3 separate regions of the Gossypium hirsutum genome follow, and all the other regions are linked to region 2. Evidence: chromatin contacts called from public Hi-C data. All regions are on one chromosome and are shown on one strand. Each heading gives the region's core, a stretch centred on a gene start, on an enhancer-like site or on the middle of the called end of the contact. The rest is flanking DNA. Distances are from core to core; before and after follow the strand shown.

Region 1 (2,908 bases), core at 315-2,814, 570 kb after region 2:
GTTACACGTATTTGTCTAAAATACGAGTAAGTAATGGTAATTGATACATGGAAATATGAAACTATGATATATATAAAAACATGGAATATGTTTGATAAATGTGGTCATTTATAATTATAGAATGTGCACCTCAATCGCACTATATGTGTAAAGATGATGTTTCAAATGATTTGATGAGTAAAACTCAAATATGAAGTAGTTCGAAACCAAGACAAATTGTTATGAAACTGTATATGAAATACAGAGGTATGATTGTTATATGTTATATGAATATATAATGTGAAAAAGTATAAGTACAAGAGAAATTTAATGGGAATTGAGCCGATATACGTTTCTTGTTATTTACATGAAATGTACAACTGATAAATGGCATTAAGTGTAAGGCTCGGTTGAATATCCTAAATTAGTTTTTGTATGTATTAAATGTGAGTGAAGATAAAGGATCAAATGAGTGAGAAATATGGCTGGAAAATAGCCTAACTTTTGTCCACACGGGTAGACACACGAGCGTGTGTCATAACTGTGTGTGACACACGGCCTGACAACACGGGTGTGTACTAAGCCCGTGTGACCCGAGTTTCTTCATAGATGCAAGTTAGAGAGTTACATGCCTCAGAGACACGGCCAATGGAGCCACATGGCCACACCACACGGGCGTGTGACCCTTGTAAATGAGAAAAATTTTGGGATTTTGTGAAAAATTTCATACAACTCCGATTTAGTCCCGACCCGATCCTAATGCATGCTTTGGACCTCGAGGGTCCATTAAAGGAACTTTTATAATCAATCTCAGTATTTGAATGATAAATGATTTAAATTATCTGTCAGTGTTCCATACTCCTCGGTAATACATTGCACTCTATTCTGGCGACGGATATGAGTAGGGGTGTTACATGATCAAAATGAATGAACTATATAACACGAGTACTTAAATTATACATTTTTTATTTTGGGTGCATAAAATGATTTTTTTTATAGTTGGGTGCTTAAATGTGTAGTTTAGCCAAAAAATTAGTAAAATAGGGACTTAAAAGCAAAAAAAGTTAAATAAGGGCTTCAAAAATAAAAAAAAGTTAAACAAGGGCTTTAAAAAATTAAATACTTAAAACTAAAAAAAAGTTAATGCTTCAAAAGTTAAAAAAAGTAGTGAAATAAGGACTTAAAAGCAAAAATAAGTTAAATTAGGGCTTTAAAAATTTTAAAAGTGAAATAAGGACTTAAAAGAAAAAAAAGGGGGTTAAATAAGGGCTTCAAAAAAAAAAAAGAGTTGAACAAGGGCTTTAAAGAATAAGTACTTAAATAAGGGATTCAAAAATTTAAAAAAATTTGAAATAAAATGGAAAGAAAAATTATAAAAATTCTTGTCAAGAATGGGATTCGAACCCATGCCCTTTCGGACCAGTACCTGAAACTTGCGCCTTAGACCAACTCGGCCATCTTGACATCTTTGGTCGGGCGTTTTAATGGTAAACTATCTAATCACTGATATTAAATCAATTAAATTTATCCAACAAACGTCAACGACTAAGATCTTGCCATCTCAGCTCAAAAAGATTGCAACCTACGGCTCCCAAGACCTCTACATTTTTCCCACTTTATACCAATCATACTCCCTTCTTTTTACGGAAAAGTGCCCTGTGATCTTCTGCTGAAGCACAAGAGAGGAAAATAATGGAGACGGCAGGAGAATGGCTGGAGAAGGCTTTGATTGATTTGTGTAAAAAAATAGAGACGGGTTTGTATTTGGATGCTGAAATTATTTCTGGGTTAGTTTCCTATTGCGAGTTGGCTCATCCTCTTGACGCCAAAGAATATCTTGACGTAATTCTCTTTCACTCTCTTGTTATGAGTTTAGGGTTTATGGATTTCTTTTTTTTCTTTTAATTTGAAAGGGCGGATTGTTTTTGAGGGTGTCTGTTGATCTGGGATTGGGTTTAGTTGATATTAGATGTGTTGGCAACTTGCAAGATGATTTTTGATGATTCAAATTTCGATGGATAATTGATTTTTATGAATGATTATCCCTCCATTATATTATTATTATTGTAGAATTTTCACAAATTATTTTTAGAACTTTGATGTTTGAACTCGAAACATGCACTAACCATTGAGCCAAGTTCTTGGAGTCAAAATCTAACATTAAGTATCATGTCAAGTTTCCTAATCTCAGCTGCAATAGCTTTATTCTTTATCGAAGTATTAAATTTCATTTGTTTTGCAGAATATTATTGGACAAGAAGCAGGAAAAGTTGTTACCGAAGAGTACTTGCGGCGGAGAGGTCACTTAGATCTCTGCACCGGCAATGCAGCCATCCCTGCTTCGAAACTTCAAGCCTATGTCAAACCACCTTCGGGTGAAATCTCTGTCAGTGGAACGAAGAAACCATTTAAGACTCCAAAAGAGGCTGCGGGCTCTAGTTATCGGGCTGAACCAAAAAAGAATGTCATTTCTGGTAATCAGGAAAACAGAATCCCGAATGATGCTAGTGATTCAAGAAACATGCATAAAGGGAACCAAGGTAATTCTAAAAAGAAGAAAGCTGGTAAAGTTGTTTCACTTGCAGAGGCAGCCAAAGGGTCGATTGTCTTCCACCAGGGGAAACCGTGCTCGTGCCAAGCTCGCCAACACAGACTGGTCAGTAATTGTCTTTCATGTGGTAAGATAGTCTGCGAGCAGGAAGGAGAGGGGCCATGCAATTTCTGTGGTGCTCTAGTGCTTAGAGAAGGGAGCACGTATGCTGGTCTTGAAGGAAGCTTCACTCCTGTATCAGATGCTGAAGCAGCAGCTGAAGCTTACGCAAAAAGGCTTGTAGAATATGACAGAAACGCTGCAGCACGTACGACAGTTATTGATGACCAAAGTGACTACTATGAGATTGAGGGTAACAGTTGGCTATCAAAGGAGGTA
Region 2 (2,864 bases), core at 98-2,597:
TTATTGAGTCTAGTTTTGCATGGAAGAAACAATGTAAGAAATGAAATTTTATATTTTGAGATATATTATTTGTTGTGGGATAAGGTCAGAATGGATTCGAGTCCTCGTATTATGAGTTTGGAAAATCATAAAAAATTTTAAATATATTATTAGGGGATTAAATTTATATGTTTAAATTATTAATGATTCTATTTTCAAGAGAATAAAATAGAAACATTATCTAAACCCCGTACTAAGAGATAATTAATTTTTAGTAAAGAAAGGTCGAAGCTGTCAAGTAGCAGAATAGGGGCAAATTTGAAGAATTTAATTTACTGGTTGGATAAAGTAAAAATTCTGAAATTTTTATGGTAAAAATATATTTGAGTCTAGTTTCAAAAACATCAAGCGAATCTTAATTTCGAAATCTTTAGCTCAAGATATAAATAATTTAGTGACTATGACACAAGTGGACAACTTTGATATGAACACATAAGTAAATAGTTGAATTATAGTTAATGTTACGTATAAACATGTCATGCTAAAAACTAAATATCCTAATATATATACATAAAGGATGAGGAGGAAAAAATAGTAGATGAATTTAAAATGTTACAAAATGGTTATAAGTGATGGAATGATTAATACATGTGAGAATGTTTAAATGAATTGATAAAATAATAAATGAATAATTGTTAATTGATTTGATTTTGGAATATTGGCTAAAATTTTATGAATAATTAAATTAATTGGAACAATTTAGAAATAAATATGAAATATACATAAAATGAGTAAACTACTTTAAAAGTGCAAGTCCTCCAATGGACTTATTTGTAAAACTTTAATAATTGTGTTATTTTTATAAATTTTGTTATATTTGATTGAATATCATATATGTTTTAATGAGATCCTTTAACTCATAAATAGTTATTTCATAAATTCAATTGTTACTAAAATGAGTAAAACGGTCTTCAATAATCAAATAATAAGATAAATCAATCTGAAATTTCTATAATTACTTTGACAAAGAATATGATATTTTGATACCTTAACCTAACAATCGGATCGAATATTGAGGTATTACATTCTAAACAGACAAACTCTTAAAATAATTCTTTATCTTAAATCATCACCAATGGTAATAAAGAAACAGTAACAATTTTAAGTTCTAGATTTTAATGAGTTCTTTGAGAATTATTTTAATTTAAGTTAGATGTATTTTGCTTCTTAATCTAGTTATTCATTGTATTGATTAATTGCAATTATATCTATTTCAACAGTGTGAATGCAATTATAATTTTTTTAAAAATAAACTCTTAGCTTAAGTTATTAGAAAAATCAAACAAGGATTGCCCAAATTTAAATTAAATATGATTTTATTTTAGAGTCTAATTTAATGATATATATAATATAAATTATTGATTTAATTCGATTTACAAAATTATATATATTTAACATCTAATTTTTTAAATATAAATAAAAAATAGTTTAAAAATATTATATTAATTAAGTTTAATAACTTATTTTAATGGTCATATTTTCCATGAAATTTTAATAATCATATTTAATATATTTTAAATATAAATATAAAAATATAAAAAAATAAATTAATTTAAAAAATAAAAAAATTTATATCAATAATCGGCATGAAAGCATAATAATTAGTATTGCCTGATACAGCTGATTCTATCAATACCAAAATCGAAGAAAGTATATTACTAGTAATTTTGTTAGGAGTACAACTACAATATAAAAAATTATTACATTCGAATCACTAATATAAAATTTTCTAAACTAGAATAATTTTATACAAAAACGATGAAATTTAAATTAAAATAAATATGGATAGAATTTTACGAAAAACAAAAATCAATCTTAGACACTTACGAATTTTAAGCCTCAACCTTTGTTAATTATTCCAATACTTAATTCTGTGATATGTAGAACGTAAATTCTCCTTCCTCCCTATAGTCTGCTACCCTAGCACGTCTCTGTCTGCTTTCTCTGGCAGAATTTAGGTTTTTTTGTTCTTTCAGTCTTTGTTCAAATCAAACGGCATGATTTGCTTTTTGATTCTCTGATTAGTATTTTGGTATACTCATTCGTAATTGGTAGGAAATTGTTAGGAAAATATGGAGGTAGAATTTGCTGGATTAACAATTAATGAGGAGGAAGATGAGATCTTGCAACTTCAAGTTGAGCAAACTGCAGAAAGGATGATGGGAGTATCTACGTTAGTGGGTTGTTTTTTGACAGCTAGTACAATCCACTTTAAGCAATGAAAAATACCATGGGCAATCTGTGGCATCCGGTAAGGGGTGTTCAAATTCGAGATTTAGGAGAAAAAAAGGTATTTGTTTCAGTTTTTTCATGTTATGGATATGGAAAGGGTGTTAAAGGGTTCTCCTTGGACTTTCAATAATCATTTATTGTTATTATATCAATTGCAGTGGGGAGAAGATCCCCTAAAAGTCCCTCTTATTTATTCTCCCTTTTGGGTTCAAATTAATAATATCCCTATTGGCTTCTATTCTGAGAACCTGGCAGCACAAATTCGAAACTTTATAGGGGTCTTCATGGAGTATGATGGCTCTAGTTTGGGGAAGGAGAACCGTAACTATATGCGTATAAGAGTCCAAGTTGACATTCGGCGTTCTTTGAAAAGAAAGAAGAGGCTTATGTTTAATGGACAATGCTTATATGTTCATTTTAGGTATGAACGTTTATCACTTTTTTGCTTTTTTTTTGCGGTAAATTAGGACATAGTGATTCTTTCTGTGAAGCAAAAATGTCGTTGGGAGTGGAAATTGCTGAGATAGGATGGGATTTATCTTTAAGAGCTCAATCTCAAAGAGCTTTGGCTATGAAAAGTGTATGGCTCCGTG
Region 3 (3,294 bases), core at 710-3,209, 530 kb after region 2:
TAAATTTAAAAATATTTAGGTATAAATATTTAATTTTAAAAAAAAATAAGGGAAAGAAAGGCACTAACTTCATACGTATATGTATAGATACGATACATTTAAAGGATTCAACTATAAACCTATTGGCTTGATTCACGGATTATAGACATTATCATTTCGCCTAAAGTCTACAACAAATACAAGAGAGTTTCACTTGGAGACCATTGATTGTGTTTTTCTATCTAATTTGGGCGCATTACTTATTTTTAATCAGAAGATAACAGCATCAAGCTTTTTCTATCTTTTGTCACCGGACACTACCAGTAATTATGGGCAAATCCCACAATATTGCTTAAAAATGCAACACCAAAATATATAAATGCCATAAAAAAGAGCACTGATAACATCAGTATCCATAACTTTGAGAGTGCAATTCAATTTGGAACTTTAGGGTCAGATATATAATCAAAACAAAGCAGTTCTGATCCTACCAAAGAGTTTAATCCAAATTCAACTCCATTTTTAACTACTACTACCACTTCAGTTTCTTGACTTACCACCTTTTCCACGGCCTCGTCCACCTCCTTTCCCACCACGTCCTCTCCAACCGCCACCGCCACCCGATGCCCTGTTTGAATCGCTTTTTCCCTTCAAATCTTCAGGTAGGGGAAGTATATGATCAATACACTTCCGGAAGCTAAAGTCATCCATAGTTTCATCATCCCTAATCACAAAGAAACATTTACTCTTCCACTGTGGATGAATACGGATTTGGAAAGCTTTGACCCCTCCACCAATCTTTCTCTCAGGCTCTAGATGACCTTTTTTAAGCAAATCCAGCAATACCATATGTTCATACTGCAACACAAAGCCAAAAATGATCGCAATATGAAACAAAAATTCAAATATTTCAGTGCCTAAGGATCAAATTTGACAATATAAGATAAAAGCAATGAACCTTATGTGCATTTTCTATCATTCCTACAAAGCAGCCTTTCCTCAAACTAAACAATATTAAAACGCCAATCTATATTACTTAGACTCAAGTGCGAGTATCAGATTTTGATATACATATGACACAGGGTATTTTCAATTTTACTTCTATGTTTTCCCATAGAGTAATGTTATACTTGGCTTCTAATAAACAATTACAACATCAAGCTTCATGAAACTAAAAAGTTTACACCTTTATGCCAGTGCAATCATCTACTATCTTCATTCACCATCAAAACTATAATTGTAATGCTACTACTGATACAAACAAAAAATAAAAAAATTTCTTCTTCTACATAAAATAGATCATCAACTACCAATGAGAACTAACAGCGAAACCAAAAAAAACAAAAAGAAGAAGAAGAAGAAGATAATTTAATTAGTACCTTGTTAAAGTTCAGTTGAGTACCCCAATGATGAAGCAAATAGCAAAAGTAATCCAACATCTCCGAAGACGACCCGAACTCCTTCGGACCGAGCCGTACACGACCCGACTCTGGTGACTCATCTGACTTCTTCTCCAGCCTTTCTTCCTCTACGGACTTCTCCAGTTTCTGCTTTTTGGAAACGTCTTCGGCTTCTTCGCCGTCTTCCTCTCTCCCGCGCTTCGATTTGGAGTCACCGTTGGCGTCGTCCCCGGCATTAGGGTTTTGGGCGGAGGAGTCAAGGTTTTCGAGATCCATGTCTTCAGATGGTGAGTTGGCCTCGGCGGGCTCCGGCGACGGCTCTTTATCCGCCATTGAGGAAGATAAGATTTCAAACCCTAGAACGTTTGGCGGCAGTGGAGGAGTTTGCACAGAGGTTTTGTTTAGTTTTTCATGGGTAGAAAAAGAGGCTTTATACCTTGCTTCCTTAATAATTACAAGTGTGCTAAATCCCACTCGGCCACTACGCTAGACGGTTTTGATAATTTTTTGGGATAATGTCATGAATGGCCCAGTCTTTTAGGGTTTGTTTTAATGTGATATCTCTATTTTTAAAATATCCAATTTGATACCTAAATTTTGTTGATGTGACTGTATAATTCAATGACTTGTTAATAAACCGGTTGGTATGGATAGTTTAATAAACCGGTTGGTTTTATTTTTGGTATCTATCAGAAGACCTTACAAGATTAGATAGATTCCCACCTAGGTTCCCGGCTTTGGTTGCTTGGCCGGGATAGAACCAGCGGTTAGTAAGCGGCGGCCTTGTATAGGTTGGAGCTATGAAGCTTTTTGTGTCCATATTAAATATATATCATATTTGTGTAGTTCATAATTTGCTTTCTGCAACACAAAATATTGTGTAATGTTAAAGGCATTAAGAATAATTTGTTTTGGTGCAAAGTGGATCAATATTCACAGTCATCTAAAATCGATTAGTTCCACTTGAACACAATCAGGTTCAGGTGAATATCTCCACCCATATTTGATGAAAGACTCAAAAATTTGATACAGCCTCGCCATACTTGTCTGCACCTCTGCTTTCGTTCAGTGTGCCGAAATTGATGGCATTCCAACAGTTGAAGACTCGAATTTCTTCTCAAATCACCAGTAATCTTTGCAAGAACAAGCGCCATCATCGAATGAGTGAAACCGACTTCGATCTCTGACAACAAGTTTTAATCCATAAACCTTAGAGATCAACTTCATAACAGTATGACAATCTCTGCATATTCTCAGATTCTTTACTATTCTTATAACCCTCCCCTTACAAAGCCTTGAGATCCCGAAAGCTACAGCAAGCTTCTCGCTGTGTTTGGATACCGAATCTTCCTTTTCTTCCTCATCTACATCGTGCAACACACTTGCAACTTCAGGAACATAACCTCCCTCAAGCCTAAGCCTTTTAATTATCTCCTTAAGCTTCTCGTAAGCCTCTGCTGTAGTCTTATTCGTTTTTTCCCCTGCCACAAACCTATACATTGTCCTGTCAACTTCGATCATACTCCAACCAGGTGTTTTCTTAATCTTCTGATCTGTCATTGACTGCCTCACAGTGGCGACATCCTTCCATTTCCCTGCAACTGCATAAATATTTGACAGCAGCACATTATCACTCGAATCATCAGGTTCTAGATCAAAAAGTCTCGCCTTTACTTGCTCTGCCAACTCAACATTCCCATGAATGCCGCAAGCACCAAGAAGAGTTCGCCAAATTATAGCATTAGGCGTTATTGGCATTTGACATACAAAGTCATAAGCCTTCTGCAGGTAACCAGCTCGACCATACAAATCAACCATGCAGCCATAGTGCTCAACTGTAGGTTCGATATCATACACATCCTTCATCGTAGAAAAATAGTTACATCCTTGTTCAATCAACCCGGCATGACTACAA

What was found. Hi-C and Micro-C count contacts between places; a contact is called where the count stands out from the background.
Region 1: a Hi-C map of leaf shows a contact between it and region 2, with 2.6 times the contacts expected there. The contact joins the promoter of LOC107886139 here to the promoter of LOC121203592 in region 2. A contact is called at or near these places in 3 of 34 Hi-C or Micro-C datasets (all in leaf).
Region 3: a contact with region 2 is called in a Hi-C map of leaf, with 2.6 times the contacts expected there. The contact joins the promoter of LOC107886142 here to the promoter of LOC121203592 in region 2. A contact is called at or near these places in 9 of 34 Hi-C or Micro-C datasets (callus, hypocotyl, leaf and 1 more).

What each region holds. Positions count from the first base shown.
Region 1 is chrA03:17,917,376-17,920,283 of Gossypium_hirsutum_v2.1, reverse strand. LOC107886139 (activating signal cointegrator 1) reads left to right here and starts at 1,564. Exons shown (of 4, transcript XM_016809983.2): 1 at 1,564-1,821; 2 at 2,222-2,905. The coding sequence starts at 1,672. TRNAL-CAG (transfer RNA leucine (anticodon CAG)) reads right to left here and starts at 1,443; the gene lies at 1,363-1,443.
Region 2 is chrA03:18,485,445-18,488,308 of Gossypium_hirsutum_v2.1, reverse strand. LOC121203592 (transcription factor MYB34) reads right to left here and starts at 1,347. Exons shown (of 3, transcript XM_041096780.1): 1 at 1-1,347. LOC121219118 (a long non-coding RNA gene) reads right to left here. Exons shown (of 3, transcript XR_005915840.1): 3 at 1,681-2,864.
Region 3 is chrA03:17,956,274-17,959,567 of Gossypium_hirsutum_v2.1, reverse strand. LOC107886142 (protein EMBRYO DEFECTIVE 514) reads right to left here and starts at 1,959. Exons shown (of 2, transcript XM_016809989.2): 1 at 1,359-1,959; 2 at 339-837. The coding sequence starts at 1,712. The coding sequence ends at 520. It overlaps LOC107886141 (pentatricopeptide repeat-containing protein At1g74630), which reads right to left. Exons shown (of 1, transcript XM_016809987.2): 1 at 2,289-3,294. The coding sequence ends at 2,502.